2 separate regions of the Macaca mulatta genome follow, and region 2 is linked to region 1. Evidence: chromatin contacts called from public Hi-C data. All regions are on one chromosome and are shown on one strand. The core of a region is the stretch at or near the end of the contact, and the rest is flanking DNA. Distances in the headings are between cores, read along the strand shown.

Evidence for each region. Hi-C and Micro-C count contacts between places; a contact is called where the count stands out from the background.
Region 2: a Hi-C map of fetal cortex germinal zone shows a contact between it and region 1, with 3 times the contacts expected there. The contact joins the promoter of ZNF639 here to the enhancer-like site in region 1. A contact is called at or near these places in 4 of 14 Hi-C or Micro-C datasets (CD4 T cells, blood, fetal cortex germinal zone and 1 more).

What each region holds. Positions count from the first base shown.
Region 1 is chr2:91,122,810-91,126,228 of T2T-MMU8v2.0, reverse strand. No RefSeq gene overlaps it. Among named protein-coding and RNA genes, the nearest start is that of PIK3CA, 51 kb to the left of the region's middle. Within about 2 kb of position 1,433, at least 37 of the 40 cell types and tissues checked have an H3K27ac peak or open chromatin away from gene starts, as enhancers often do. A contact at or near this core is called in CD4 T cells, blood, fetal cortex germinal zone and 1 more, where this site is marked.
Region 2 is chr2:91,314,239-91,317,733 of T2T-MMU8v2.0, reverse strand. It overlaps ZNF639 (zinc finger protein 639), which reads right to left and starts at 1,706. Exons shown (of 6, transcript XM_015131569.3): 1 at 1,149-1,706.

The DNA.
Region 1 (3,419 bases), core at 184-2,683:
CTTGTTGCGCTCCCTTTACCCTTTATTTAACTATGTAAATAGCCTCAATTATTGACATAAAAAAAATAGCTTTCGATTCCCACGTCTGGTAACATGGTTGGCCACCATCACTATTCGTTTAGCATCCTAAAATAAACCCCTCAAGTCGAGGTCAAAAACACGCCGGCTGAACATCTGGTGTTTACATAGCCCAATTCTGGGCCCTACCCTACCTTTCCGAGCCACTTAGGAGCTATGGAACAGGCATCACATAATACACTTAGTAAAGACACAAGTCACATGAGTCACTGTCTCAGGTCTATGAATGAAAGGTCTAAGCGTTTGTCTCAGCTAAAAGGAAAAAACAACCTCGAAAGGAAGGGTGGGAGGGGGAGCTGGGGAGTGGGGGGAGCGGTGTTCCTTCCATACCCCTGCCGGGCGATTTAAACCCAGTAAGAGGCAAACGCAGGGCCGCCAGGCTGGCGGGGCCGGAGTCCTCGGGCGTGACAGCCCCTCCGGAAAAGCTCGCGGTTCCGCGCCCGGGTGCCTTGCGCCGCGGTGCTCGCGGCAGCCCCTCCACCCGCCGGCTGGGTGGGCGTGCAGGGCGCGGGAGACGGAGCCACCGCGGCCGGGGCGGCGGCCCTGGGCGCACTTCCTCAACCTCCAGCCGCCCCGTCCCCAAAACTGGGAGTAGAAGGAAAGGAAGAGTGAGGCGGCAGCCAGAGAGAAAGGAGAGGGAGCGGCGAGCCCTCGCCTCTGCAGCTGGGAGAGGCCAGAGGCAGGCGAGGGAGAGGGAGCGGCGATCGCAGGCGAACTCCGCCGCGGGCCGACGCTGGGAGACGACCAGCCCGTAGCCCCCGCCCAACACGGCGGGCGCGCCCGGGAGTCTCCGGCACCCACCCCGTCCCCATTCCCACCGCACCCGCTCCCGGCCAGTCCGCGCTCTACTCACGCTCGGGGCTCTTCCAGGCTCCGCGGCTCTAACCGCATCGGGTCCCAGCCCCGCGGGCGGCGGCGGCGGCGCCGAGGGAGAGGAGAGCGGGCGGCACGGCCCCCGCCTCCCGGCCCCTCTCCCCCGCCGCTCCGGAGCTGCCCGGCCGGGCCCGAGCCCTGCCTCGCCGGCGGCCCCAGCCCCACTCCCAGCGGCCGCGGCAGCAGCAGCCCGAGACCTCAGCGGCCGCAGCGCCGGCACCGGAACTGCCGCTTTCTCCTTCTCGCTCCCTCTCCTGGCTAGCCCCCGCCACACGCCCCCGCCCCCGCCCCCGACTCCTTTCTCCGTCGCCCCTGTTTTTTTTTCCTTTTGTTTCCAGAATAAACTTTATTGGTCTCTTTTTCCGCTCACATCGTGTAAACAAACAACGAACTCTTCCCCACCCCCTCGGCTCCCCCCCTCCTCCGGCAGAGGAGGGTAAGAGCTGAGGAGGGGCAGGGCCTACAATTCCCCGGAAGCAGATGCGCACAGCAGCGGAAGTGAAATTGAGGCGAGGAAGAGCAGGGAGTGGGCAAATAGGGTAACAATATGTGCTACTGCGCCTGCGCCTTGCTTTTCCGCCCGAAGTTTGTGTACAGTTGGGGCTGCTCTTCTGACGTTTGTTAAATGATCCGTCTTCTGGAGTAGTGAGGATGTTGTGTCATCCTAGGACAACGTACATGTAGTATATTTGTTTCTACGAGCAGCAGGCGAGCTCGGGTAGAGATATAGAAAGGAATATTGGGAGCAAGTGGGTTATTTCACTTTTACACCCATAGAGGAAACGAGATTAGTTTGGGGGTAAGAGGAGGCGCGGTGGCTAACCGCCGCTGTCAGTGGCTAACCAGAGTGGTTATGGATTCTATAATAGAAAGAATGCTTTTTACAAAGCGTTGCTGTGCTTTCTTCTGCCAACATGGTTTAAATTGTATACCATCCCTAAGGCGGAATGCACTGTCACAGCCCTCTGCAGTCCTTTGACTCAGTTCGTGGGGACCTTTTGCTAAGCGCTGTTTTTTTGTTTTGTTTTTTGAATCGGATTCTGATTCAAACCAGCTTGTAGGATTCAATTCTAACTATTCAGAAGACGTGGGGGATTTTTTCGCGTAAAGCCAATAGAGGCTTCAGAAATGTCATATAGGCTATAGATTTGATTCAAGGTGGTGTCTTGGTACTGCGTACATTAGACGTCTGTTTGCTTGAGAGTAAATCAATCTGTTGACTTTTGAGATTACTACTGATAAGGGTTGGGTACTGTGCGTTTTTCTCCCCCTACTGGTCTTTGGTTGTAATATTGGAAAAGCGTAGGAGCAGTGGTTAGAAGTCTGAGATAGAAGTACTCCAGCATCGGTTCCTTCTTGAATTTTTAAGTAATAGAGGGCTTGGGAAGTGACCCATCCTAGAGATACTACAGTCCTACTTGTCATCTAGAGCAAAACTCTGACCAATAACAGTCTTCTCGAACACCACACGTCCGTCCATACCCCAATGGGAAATGAGATGGATCTGTTCCTCTTTGTGGTCGTATTTCACTTGACTGTATTCCTTTATTTCCTGTGTGTTCTTTCTCTCTTCCTTTTTCTCCCTTTAGCTCGGGTTTTCATCTCACATTCCAAGGGTTTGTGTTTCTAAATGTTTTTCTCGAACCAATGTTTTTCAGCAGTTTTAGAACACTGTTACTCCAGAGTACGGAATTTTTTAAAAAAGCAACACTGAATTGCTAGTCAAAGTAAATCTTAAGGCAATATTTCCCAAATTGTGTTTCAAGCACAGAGTTATGTGAGATATTAATAGATAGCCCTTGGTGGGGAAAAATATTCTAGGGATATTTTTCCTTATAAAATTTATTTTTTATTTTTATTATTTTTTTGAGCCGGAGTCTCACTCTGTAGCCCAGGCTGGAGTTCAGTGGTGCAATCTCGGCTCGCTGCAGCCTCCACCTCCCAAGTTCAAGCGATTCTCCTGCCTCAGCCTCCCGAGTAGCTGCGATTACAGGCACCAGTCACCATGCCAGCTAATTTTTGTATTTCTTAGTAGAGACGGGGTTTCACCATGTTGGTCAGGCTGGTCTCAAACTTCTGACCTCAGGTGATCCACCCCTCTCGACCTCCCAAAGTGCTGGGATTACAGGCATGAGCCACAGCGGCTGGCCTATTTTTGATTTTAAAAAACGTTTTATTTTATGTAGAGACAGGGTCTCGCTTTGTTGCCCAGACTGGTCTCCAACTCCTGGGCTCAAGAGATTCATCTACATCGACCTCCCAAAGTGTTGGGATTAGAGGCTTGAGCCGACATGCTCAGCCTAAAAATTTTTTAATAAGTAAGAAAATGCTAATTACATAATATGTTGTTTGTTGTGTGATTATCTGCTCTTAAGAAGTCATGTGTCATAGCAGAAAAAGCCATACCTGGTACTTGAATGCATGACACTATTCATTGGTGCAGGAGTAGCATTTACTATTCAATTCAC
Region 2 (3,495 bases), core at 457-2,956, 190 kb before region 1:
CAACTTATCACACAGTTCCCCCCTACCCCCGAAATACAAACGACATATGTAACACGTGTCACTGCAGGAAAATCAGAAAAATGTTTTAAAAACTTTATATCACCTAGAAACCAACATCTTTCCACCTGTCATTTTTTTCAACCAACAAGAATGTCTATGCACAAAATACAATACATACAACAGGTAGTCAGCAATTATCAAACAGATAAACATTTTAAAAGGCTTTTCATGCAATGTGTAATCTTTCTTCCTAATTGGCATAAGATGTCTTTACAGTAAATAACTCCATTTTTAACGAGTTTAAAAAGAGTTAAGCTTTCTTTTTCGTTCTCATTAAAATAAGTATACGCTTTAAATTGTAAAGAATGGAAACAAAACATGTTGCAGGAAAGCCTGAACTAGAATCCACTACACGTCCAACGTGGAGGCAGTCTTTACTGCAATACCACACGGTCACTCAATACTTGATTCGCTATTTTTCAGTCCGGCATAAATCTTTCTCTTTGCAAAAAAAAAAAAAAAAAAAAGTATAAACTGCTTCAAATTACTCGTTTCCCTAGGCAGTACTTAAAAACAAAACCAAAAAAGGGTTTCTAAGCACTGTAATGAGTGGAGCGACTCTGGGCTGGAGGCTTTGGGCGCCAGCATCGACGCCTGCTCTCCGCGGCTACAACTCTTTGCGCGAGCCCGGGGATTCGCCGCCGGAGGTCACGAAGCCGCCGGGCAGGGCCGCAGCGCCAGCGAGGACCGAGGGGCGTACCGAGCCCGGACGCAGCCAGACAAATGCCAGTCGGAAGCGCACGGCAGGAGTCCCCGGGACTTAGCTGCCTCCACCCCGGCGCCACGCACCAGCCTCGCCCGGGCCCAGAAGTCGGCGCCGAGACTCCCAAGCCCCGACCCCAAAGGTTCCGTAAAGACAACGGCAGTAGGGGGCCGAGGCGAGCCCGGCCAAGCCGTCCTGCGCAGGGGGTGGAACTGCCACCGGGATGGGGGAGGGGAACGCCATCCCGCCATATAACGAAGGCAGAGTTTCCGTGTAAAGGGAGCTCCAGTCTCTCCCGCCCTCTCCCGTTGGAAGATGCGCCCGCACGCCCGCGTCTCCTGGAGCAGTCCAGCGCCCGGCCCACCCGCTCCTCCCTCATACTCACCAGTCAGTCCCCCCGGGCCCGCCCGGCCGGCCCACGCGCAGCTCAGAAGCGGTGGCTGCCGAGGTGCCGGAGCGCGGGCGGAGGGGCCGCGCGGTCCTTCCCGCGGACGCACGGTGGCGGGCAGCGCTGCTCCGGCCCTAGCGCTCCCCCGGCCCTAGCGCTCCGGGACGCTGTGTTGGGCCCACCCCTCTCCCTCCCCGCGCGCTCCACGCCCTGCGCGCCGGGTCCCTGGCGTAGGCTCGGCGACCGCACTGCCTTGGCCGCCTCGGTCCGCGCCTGCGCCGCGCACCTCAGGGGCCCGCCGAGAGGGCGGGGAGGTGACGAGGTGAGGTGGGGGCAGGGAGCGGGCTGCGCCAACGCACCGCACACGCGGCCTGGGAGGGACCACCGACCCGCAGCCCCGGGGAACGCCCAGCGGCCCGCGCCCCCTGCCGGAGGCCTTGCGCCGCCGCAGTCTCCTTCTGGGCGGGGAAGAGCCCCTCCCGAGCCCCGAGGGTGAGCCCACTCTCTAGGATTGCTCCACGCCAGGCGGCCAGCGAATTTACCCCCGCCCGCCTCCAGCGCCCCCTCGAGCCCTGAGGAAGTGGGAGAAACGTGGCGCGCAGCGGCAACTTTCCCCGCGCTGCTCCTCAGGGGAAAGGACGCGAATGGTCTTGCCCAGGTTAGGCAAAGCAGATGGCATTTCACATCCCAAAGTGTGCCAGCAGCCTGTTGGGGACAAAAAGGCCGAGGACCGCGTCACGGTTTACTGAGGCCACACCAGAGAACCACCCAGGGCTGGGATGCTGCCCTCAGGGCAAGAGGGTGAAATCTGAAGACTGCGAGTCGGTGTTGGGTTTCACCCGATTCCTTGGCTCGAGAAATAGTGGAATGAATGAGGAGTTAAGGGGGACTGGACTCGACGATTTAAGTCCTTTCTCGACTTTGACTTGCTTTGAGCAGCTGTGGAAATGATTAAATTACGCGAGCATAAATAAATTTGTGAACATGGTTCCATAAATGATCTCTGTGCAAGTGTGGTGATATGTTTAATTCAATCCTTTTGATAATGAGTTGAGGTTTTTAGTCACATTTTACAAAATAGAAAAGTAAATGTGTGAGAAGCTAAAGACTGGGTCTTAATTCATTTTGGTAGCCTAAGCCCCTGAGGTTCAAACGGTTAAGAGGATGAGTGAGAGCCACGTGGATTATCAGGTACCCAAGGTCACGCGGATAGTGAGGACTGCAATGGTGTCTCTTTATTCATGTCCACTGCGTTTTCTGATAACCACATGCTAATCAACTGGAAAGTAATCGCTGGAAAGTAATCACAGACTTTGATCTCTTCACCATCGCCCAGGAGATAAAGCTATATTTGAAAGAGACACTGCTTGCTTGTTTGTGAGGCTCAGTTTTTATGACCTCCTAATTTTTATGTGCGTACTCAGCTCAAATAAGCTAATGTTCACGAATGCTAGTATGGTCCGAATTACAGTTCAAAGAAATGTAGAGACATTTTTAAATCCTAGAATAGTTAGTATCTAGCACAGAACCGGGAATCAGCGCAAACCACAAGGGGGTGTCATGCCACCATCTTACCGTCTTGCTCACACCTAGCCTTGTGTCCAAAAGATCTTTATATTTCAAAATGAAGTTTTACTCCAAAACATTTTGTTGTGAAAGTAAACGCACACTCTCCCCAGCATCCCGTGTATTGTTTGCACTTAGAGGAACATGATGTTGTTTAGATGTTGTTTAACATAGTCACAAATTGCAAGCAATTCAAGTTCTTGATTAGCTGGAGTGTTTTTCAGTTTCATTTTTGGGTCCCTCTTTTCCTCCAGCTCCAAGGGAAGGTGATAGCTGGGATAAAACCCTGAAGTCTCAAGAGTACTAAACTGTAGAGTTTGTTCAATACTATTATAAATTTGATTCAGGGCTAATAAAACATCATTCTTCCAACTTTTTCACACATTTGTAGAATAGCCTAATTTCTCCTTACTTCCGTCCGTCCTTCCCTCCTTCCTTCCCTCCCTCCCTCTTCTCTTCTCTTCTCTTCTCTTCTCTTCTCTTCTCTTCTCTTCTCTTCTCTTCTCTTCTCTTTCTTTCTTTCTTTTCTTTTCTTTTTCTCTGTCTTTCTCTCTTTCTTTTTTCTTTCTTTTTCTTTTTTCTTTTCTCTTCTTTTTTTGACAGGGTCTCACTCTGTCGCCCAGGCTACAGTACAGCGATGAGATATCGGCTCACTGCAACCTCCACCTCCCAAGTTCAAGCGATTCTCGTGCCCCAGTCTTCAGATTAGCTGGGATTACAGGCACGCGCCACCACGCCCGGCTAATTTTTGTATTTTTAGTGGCGATAAGATTTCCCC